2 separate regions of the Sus scrofa genome follow, and region 2 is linked to region 1. Evidence: chromatin contacts called from public promoter capture Hi-C data. All regions are on one chromosome and are shown on one strand. Each heading gives the region's core, a stretch centred on a gene start, on an enhancer-like site or on the middle of the called end of the contact. The rest is flanking DNA. Distances are from core to core; before and after follow the strand shown. Region 1 holds the start of RNGTT (mRNA-capping enzyme). Region 2 holds the start of PNRC1 (proline-rich nuclear receptor coactivator 1).

Evidence for each region. Promoter capture Hi-C pulls out the DNA fragments that hold promoters and counts their contacts.
Region 2: a promoter capture Hi-C map of liver shows a contact between it and region 1, with 2.3 times the contacts expected there. The contact joins the promoter of PNRC1 here to the promoter of RNGTT in region 1. A contact is called at or near these places in 2 of 5 promoter capture datasets (fetal liver and liver), 18 of 47 Hi-C or Micro-C datasets (adipocytes, alveolar macrophages, blood and 11 more) and 2 of 2 datasets of contacts at active chromatin or transcription factors (alveolar macrophages and skeletal muscle).

What each region holds. Positions count from the first base shown.
Region 1 is chr1:57,059,971-57,063,530 of Sscrofa11.1, forward strand. It overlaps RNGTT (mRNA-capping enzyme), which reads right to left and starts at 2,015. Exons shown (of 16, transcript XM_021089928.1): 1 at 1,735-2,015. The coding sequence starts at 1,798.
Region 2 is chr1:57,126,679-57,130,669 of Sscrofa11.1, forward strand. It overlaps PNRC1 (proline-rich nuclear receptor coactivator 1), which reads left to right and starts at 1,422. Exons shown (of 2, transcript XM_021089951.1): 1 at 1,422-2,289. The coding sequence starts at 1,750.

The DNA of each region.
Region 1 (3,560 bases), core at 765-3,264:
GTAGGTTGCAGACGCGGCTCGCATCCCACGTTGCTGTGGCTCTGGCGTAGGCCGGCAGCTACAGCTCCGATTACACCCCTAGCCTGGGAACCTCCATATGCCACGGGAGCGGCCCAAAGAAATAGCAAAAAGACAAAAATAAATAAATAAATAAATAAAACAGTTCCAAAAAAAAAAAAAAAAAACACTAACAACCCAAAAATAAGATAAACAACACAATTTTTAAAGTTAGCAAGAGGAGTTCCCATGGTGGCAAAGTGAAAACTAACCCAACTGGGAACCATGAGGTGGCAGTTCCATCCCTGGCCTCGCTCAGTGGGTTAAGGATACTGAGTTGCAGTGAGCTGTGTGCTGTGGTGTAGGTCGACGATTGGGTTAGGATCCGACGTTGCTGTGGCTGTGGTGTAGGCTGGCAGCTGTAACTGATTGGACCCCTAGCCTGGGAACCTCCATATGTCACAGGTGCGGCCCTAAAAAGACAAAAATAAAAAATAAAAAATTAAAGTCAGCAAAAGATTTGGAAACTTTGCAAAAGATAATACATGAATTGCCAAGAAGCACATAAAAAGATGCTCAACATCAAACCGTAATAAGTACTAAACAGCTATTAGAGTGGGTAAAATTTAAAAGACTGATCAAATCAAGTGTCCAAGAGGATGTGGAGCAAACAGAACTCTCATACACTGATAGCAGGAATGCAAAATATTATAACTGTGGGAAAGAATTTGGTATTTTTTAAGGTTAAATGCACACATACCATATGATGCATTGCTCTCCTAAAAATTTACACAGGGGAAATGAAAGCACATGTGCATACAAAGAAAGGTAGGTGAATGTTCACAGCAAATTAGTCTGCAACTGTCAAAAACTGGAAACAACCCAAAGGACCATCAAAAAGTAAATGGATAAACTAATCTGTATTCATAACAACAGAATACTAAGAAATAAAAAGAGCGAACTATTGATACATACCAGAACATGCATAAATCTCAAAACAGTAATGCTGAGTGAAAGAAAACAGAGGATTCCCCCCCCCCAAAAAAGAGCATACAAAATGCAAACTAAATCTACCGCGACAGAAAGCAGATCACTGGTTGAGGGCGCGGGGGAGATCACAAAACGCAGGAGGAAACCATAAAAGGTGCTGAATGTGTTTACTACCTTGATTGTGATTCACAGGGTGTGTGTGTACCTGCGCGCGTGGAAGTCAAAATTTATCAGGCTTTAAATTTAAAGTCTGTTGTGTCAAAGTCAAAGATGAAAAAGCCCTCAACGTGAGTCATGTTAAAAAAAAATCAAAACAAAACAAAAACAAACCTCCAGTCTCAGTGTAGATCAATTTCACCGCTTAAAAACTGCCCCTCCTCCTCCTCTTTAGCAACCTCCTTCATCTCAAAACTGACACTTGTCCCCTCCCCTTCCGAGAACCTTTCACAAACTCCTAAGCTGAAAAGTATTGCCCACTGAGTTCTTTAGTCCTCAGCTCCTGCCACACAAACCCCCTATCTACCTTCCCGATGGCAACACTCAGCCTTACTGGATATTGACAAGTGCCCCCACTTGCTCCGGTCCAGGTTCCCAAACACTCATCCACGAAGCTTCATCGGACCGAGCACATCTCGGTCCTGAAACACCACCACCAGACACTGAACTATCGCAAGCTGCGCCCCCTCAGCCCACCCATGGACCCGCGGGTGCTCAGGCACTCGAACGCCACCCCCCCGTCCCGCTTACCTGCTACCGGCTGGCCTCGCCGTGGACAGTTCAGCCACCGCGGCGGGATCTTGTTGTGAGCCATGTCTTGGGGCCGCGCACAGCCGCCCCCTCCACCAACGCTCGCCGCGCCTCCGCCGCCGCCTCCTCGCGGTTCGCTCTGCACCCGAGGTCCGAGGCACCCGAATCCCGGCCAGCGTCCGAACCCGAGCAGCCCCGACCCGGGCTACTGTCAGCGACCGCGCGCCACTTTCATTCCGCTCAACTCTAGACTAACCCACAATGCACCGCTACTTCCGCCCCCAAAGGCCCCACCCACTTCTTTCCGAGGTCAGAGGTGAAGAGAGACAGCTCGGGGGAGGGGTGGGAAGGAGTTAACGCCCAGAACTAAAGGGGCGGTCTTCCTTCGACCCGCCCCGCGCGGGTCCCATCCCAGCCCCTTTCTTAGGGTGGTTCCACGCATGCGCTGCTGCCACAGTTTGGAGTCCCGCAGGGCGACTCTTATTTTCCTTTCTAGGCAGCAAATGGAGACTCCAGAAATCGTGAAACCAAGCCTCTTTCCACACGTAGACTGGTCCGCAGATTTCATAAATGCATCCGTTTTACTAAGAAAGGGGCCTTTCCTCTGTTGTCATAGCTCAAGGGCCTGATCGCCATTCCTCGGTCAAATTTGGCGTCCCGACAGAATCTGAGTTTGAATGGGAATTTGGAAAGTTCTTTCTGCCGTGGATTAGGGAAACCAGCTTTAGAGAAATTCTAAGGGCGAGAGACTGGAGCATCGGAAATGAGTTTCTTTTTTTCAGAGTACTTCTAGGGATCCATGAAACATCTGAAATTAATCCCAAAACATTTTTTATGAGTTTTGTCTGTACATTTCTAGAGAAAATTTTATATCATATTTGGGAGTCTCAGAGGGTCCATGTCTCAAAATTACTAATGTGTATAATTGGCAAAGGCAGGAATCGGAGAGCAGAGTACCACTACATGGCGGTGTTCTCTGCTTTACCAAACTGTCTCTCCCTTCGAGTTAAACACGGGTGACTGGAGGCGCTTTATAAACTATGTCCATTAGCAAGTTACCAGACTAATTTAGTTAAAGTATTACATATGAAGCTGGATGCTGGCAAGTTATAACTCAGCAGTTTGGTTTTAAGTACCTGTGCTATATCTGACCTGCAAGAGCTTGAGGTTTGGGAGAAGGCATCATAAAGCGTCGATGGGAAACTGGCCCAACAGTTCAGCCCTTGAATGCCTGGACGATCTCAGTAAGATCAGAATCCTCCCAGTAAATAGAGAGGGCCCAATGGCTGTCTCTCTGAGAGAGCCTGAGTTAGGTCATCCTGGCGATCTGTGCTGTGGTTACATCTGCTGAGATCTTTGGGGAAAAAACATCATTCCTCTGCCGACAGGACCAGATAAGCCTGTTTCCTTACAGAGCAGCAATCTGCCCAGATGATGCCCTGTTCTATCTTCTGCTGGCAGGACAGAGTTGGTACCAAGCCCAGAGTGGTGCAATGTTTGATTCCCCAAATCTCCAAGGATGGAAAAGGTGAGCCTGGTCCTGGGAAAATACCTCACTTTCCCTTCCTGGGGATGACTCCCCTTGGAGACTGTCCTCCTCACACACTGTGTCACCCAGGGAGCTCATTCCTGGCACAGGGAGAGCTTCACAGAGGCTTCATACCAACGATGAGTGGCTGTTTTGGGTTGTAAGGCAGCAGTCTGTGCTTCATTTTTACACCACTACCCAGTTATGCCCTCTCCAACCTTAGTGCCAACAGACCGGGAAGGCCATGTGGCTCCCTTCTGCCCACAAGAGTGGACAGAGTAGGAGAGTGGTATCAAAG
Region 2 (3,991 bases), core at 172-2,671, 66 kb after region 1:
TGCCAAGGGAGCGGCCCTAGAAATGACAAAAAAACAAACAAACAAAAAAGTTTATATAAAGTCATTGGGAAGTGTTGTTCTGGACAGTCCCTCTAGCCAACTCTATTATCAATCATAAAACACTTACCAAGCACTATAAAGCTGAAAAAAAAGGCTGGTAGGATACAGAGAAGTTTAATAGTATCCTGTGTTCTAAAAACCCACAATCTAGTGTGGTAGGTAGTACAGATGATGTTAAAGCTAGTCTTTCCAGGGAGTTTCCGCTGTGGTTCATTGGGTTACAAACCCAACTAGTATCCATGAGGATGCATGTTTGATCCCTGACCTCGCACAATGGGTTAAGGATCCAGCTCTGCCCATTATCTGTGGTGTAGGTCACAGATGCCGCTGAGATCCAATATTGCTGTGGCTGTGGTGTGGGCCTGCAGCTGTAGCTCTGACTACTACTAACCTGGGAACTTCTTGTATGCCACAGGTGGGGCCCTAAGAAGCAAAAACAAGCAAACAAAACCACGTTAGTGTTGCCAGACCTGGATTGGAGTTGACTCCGCTATTAGCTTACTGTACGACTTCTGGCAAGTAAAACTTTTGCTTCTCTAAACCTGTTTTCTCTCCTGTAAACTGGTGATAAAATATACAGTACCTATTCCTTAGAGTTAGTTTTGAGATTCAAATGAGGTAATTTAAGTAAAGAACAGTTGGTAGCACATAAGGGCTTGATAAATAGCCACAGTTCTTTTTGTGTCTGAACACAGTGCGGGGAGATGATGAGAGTGGGATTCTCATCAACACAAGAGCTAGCAAAGCATACTGCAATGTTGCAGAGCTGTTTCACTTTCTTCCTTTGAGACACAAGCCTCTTCCTCTGCTTCCTCCTCAGTATTAGGCACTTTTTTGCTGTCCCAAAGTCCCATGGATTTATACAGAACTTACTATACATTAAGCGTCCAATTTCAATGAGTAAGTCACTCCCTTCTTACTCCAACTACCACAGCTATTGAGCAGCGTTTCTCACCCGATTTAAAAAAAAAAAAGTGAGCCACACTTCATCAAATGTAATTTAAACGTGGACTGCTTTTCTTTCCGACTACAAAGAATGAACTCCTGCAATGTACTTTGAAATGTTAAAAAAAAAAAAAAAAAAGCCAATGGTAATAATGCTGTTACATTCGGCTTGAAAATACTACTTCCCCAAGGTCAGTGGCCGAGGAGGCACCCACTGGCCTGACTCTACCGGATTTTTTCACTCCCTGCCTCCCGCCCCTATCCCAACCCCACCCCTAGATTTAGCCGAGCTCTAGTAGTCTGACCAAAGCCTTCAGGGAGAGGCGGGGAGGTGAGAAACGAGAAGAGCGGGGAGGTGGGGCAGGTGCGGCTGAAACGGAACTTCATTGTTCGCGGGACCGACTCTTCCCGAAAGAGCCCGTTGGCAGCGCCTGCGCAGTGCTCGCTCTTTGTGCCCGGCTGCAGCAAGAGGGTTGTTTGTGTGTGTCTCTCGGAGGCGGTGGAGGAGGAGCCGGAGGGGCGTGGCCTTCCAGGTCGCATTCTTATTGGGCTCTCACAGGGAGGTGGGCGGGCACAGGGCGGAGTTTCTGATAACAACACTCCGAGCGGAGGCTGAGGGTATTTGTTGCTGCGCCGCCACCGCCCGAACCATGGTCCGCGCTTCTCACAGGCTTACCTAGCAGCAGCCTTCGCCGCCCTGTGATCTCTGGCCGCACTTCCTTCTTCTACTCCTGCTGAGCCGCTATGACCGTCGTTTCTGTCCCCCAGCGGGAGCCGCTTGTTCTGGGCAGCCGCCTGGCGCCCATGGGCTTTTCCGCCCGCGGTTACTTTGGGGCCCTCCCGATGGTGAGCACGGCTCCGCCGCCTTTACCCCGGATCCCGGACCCCAGGGCGCTGCCCCCCACCCTCTTTCTCCCTCACTTTTTAGGGGGAGACGGTCCCTGTCTGACCCCTCAGCCTCGCGCCCCAGCGCCTCTGCCCAACTGCAGCCTCGCCTCAACGGGGGGCACCCCTCGCGCAGCACCAAAGAAGCGGCGAAAGAAGAAGGTGCGGGCCAGCCCGTCGGGGCAGCTTCCCAGCCGCTTCCACCAGTACCAGCAGCACCGGCCGAGCCTGGAAGGCGTGCGGAGCCCCGCGACGGGCCACAGTGGAGAGCAGCAAGTCCCGGACCAGGCCGCCGCCTGGGCCTCGGCTCCTGCAACCGCAACCCGAACTGAAGAAGCGAGCCTTTTCCTTGGCCCGCGGCCGCCCGCGGCGCCCGGCCAGCCCTCGTTCAGAAGAGAGGTGAGGGCCGCGAGGGGAACGTGGGGACCGTTGGCACTCCGGCCCCAAGACGGCCGGACCCGGGACCGGAGGCTTGGGGCCCTGCGCTGAGTGGCCGGGAAGGAGGGGCCGGGGTGAGGGGCGAGGGCGGCTGTTTACTCGGGAGGGAAGTTTCCGTGACGCCCGCTCTGTTCTTGCTGGGGGGGAGAAGGGGGAGGGGGAGGCCTGCGCTGGCGCTGCTGATTGGCTGCGAGGAGCCGGCCAATGACAAGAGCCGCTGCGCCCCGGCAACAGCCCGGATTTAGAAAGCTGGCGGCGTTCCAGGGGGTTTCGGCGTTCGGGGCGCGAGGGGGAGCGAGACGGCCCGCGGGAGGCTGACGTCAGCGCGCGCTACGTGCGGAGCGCTCCGGCGCTCATGAAGGAGGCGAGCGGGTGAGGGGTGTGGGCCTGCCAGCGGCTTCCCGACAGATGGTATTGCCAAGGCGAGGGGGGACGCGCGTAGACCCTCCCGGCGTGGGGCTCCTTGGGGGCCGCCCGCCCCCGGTTGGTCTTATGCAGAGTTGTGAGGTGCCCCATGGGTGGCGCTGCTCCTCGTCGGGCCGACCTACTTGGCTGTACTTTTCAACTTTGAAAGTTGGCAGGTGCGACGGCAGAGTTGTTCCCTCTTTGAAGCGATCAGTTCTGTGTGCTAGCCTATCAGATGAGCGGAATTTATTTAACCATTCCACTGTGTACTGTACTGGGATTTTTTCAGTGGAAGGTAGTTTTATTACCTGTGTCCAGAACGATGAACTTTTCGAAAGAAAAGTTACCAGTTGAACGGACGTTGTACTGCCCACTTGCTATTAGACTAGAATAAAATTGATTATAATTTACGGTAAGAAATCGCTGAAATGACTTGAAGTAACCTTTAAATTAAAACTTTCATAATAGTGAAAATAAGTTACTGACAGTGGTTGAAGGAATATCGTTCTGAGATTTGCAGCTTATCTAGTTGCGATCTTAGAAAAAACTAAACTTATCCACGGTGATTCCTTAAATTATTATAGGTTCCTTTCAGTTCCAGGGTTTTTCTGAAATATTTGTGATAATCTAAAAGGGAGTTTTTGTACTTGTTTACTAGTTAAGATTTCTTTTTCAGAACAGTGTTAAAACCAGGGAGTTCTGTCAGCACTTACCCTTGTTAACGTGGATGTTACCTTGTGCTTCGCTTTCTGTAGTTGTGTCCTGCTTCCCTACCGCAATATAAGTGTTGAAAGGGCAGTGATCTAATAGATTACCTTATTTTTCCATCCCATCCCCTCATAGCTTCCCATAAGGATCGCTTGAGTTAGAAAAGTCGTTGGAATTAATGCAGTAAAGTTGTTAAAGCAGTTGTTAAATTAGAAAGGAGGGGGCAAGCAGAAACTGTTTTCTTCTATGTATTATGTGTATAACTGGACAAGATGATAAAAGGTGGTATTTTAGTATTTATATTTCCGAAAAAAATTTTTTCAGAAACTGGGAGATAATTTTTGTGTATGTACTTAGTAACCATTATCAAAATACTTCCTCACTAGCTCTTGCTAATCAAATTTTTATTCTGAAATCATCTTTAGTACCGATCTTAAAAGGTGAATTGTGTCTCTATTATAGTTTTTCATCAACCAAAGCATTTGAAAATTTTTCCCTTGGCAACATCCTACTGTAAAAATGCTGATATTTGTTTAGGAAGAGGTCAGCA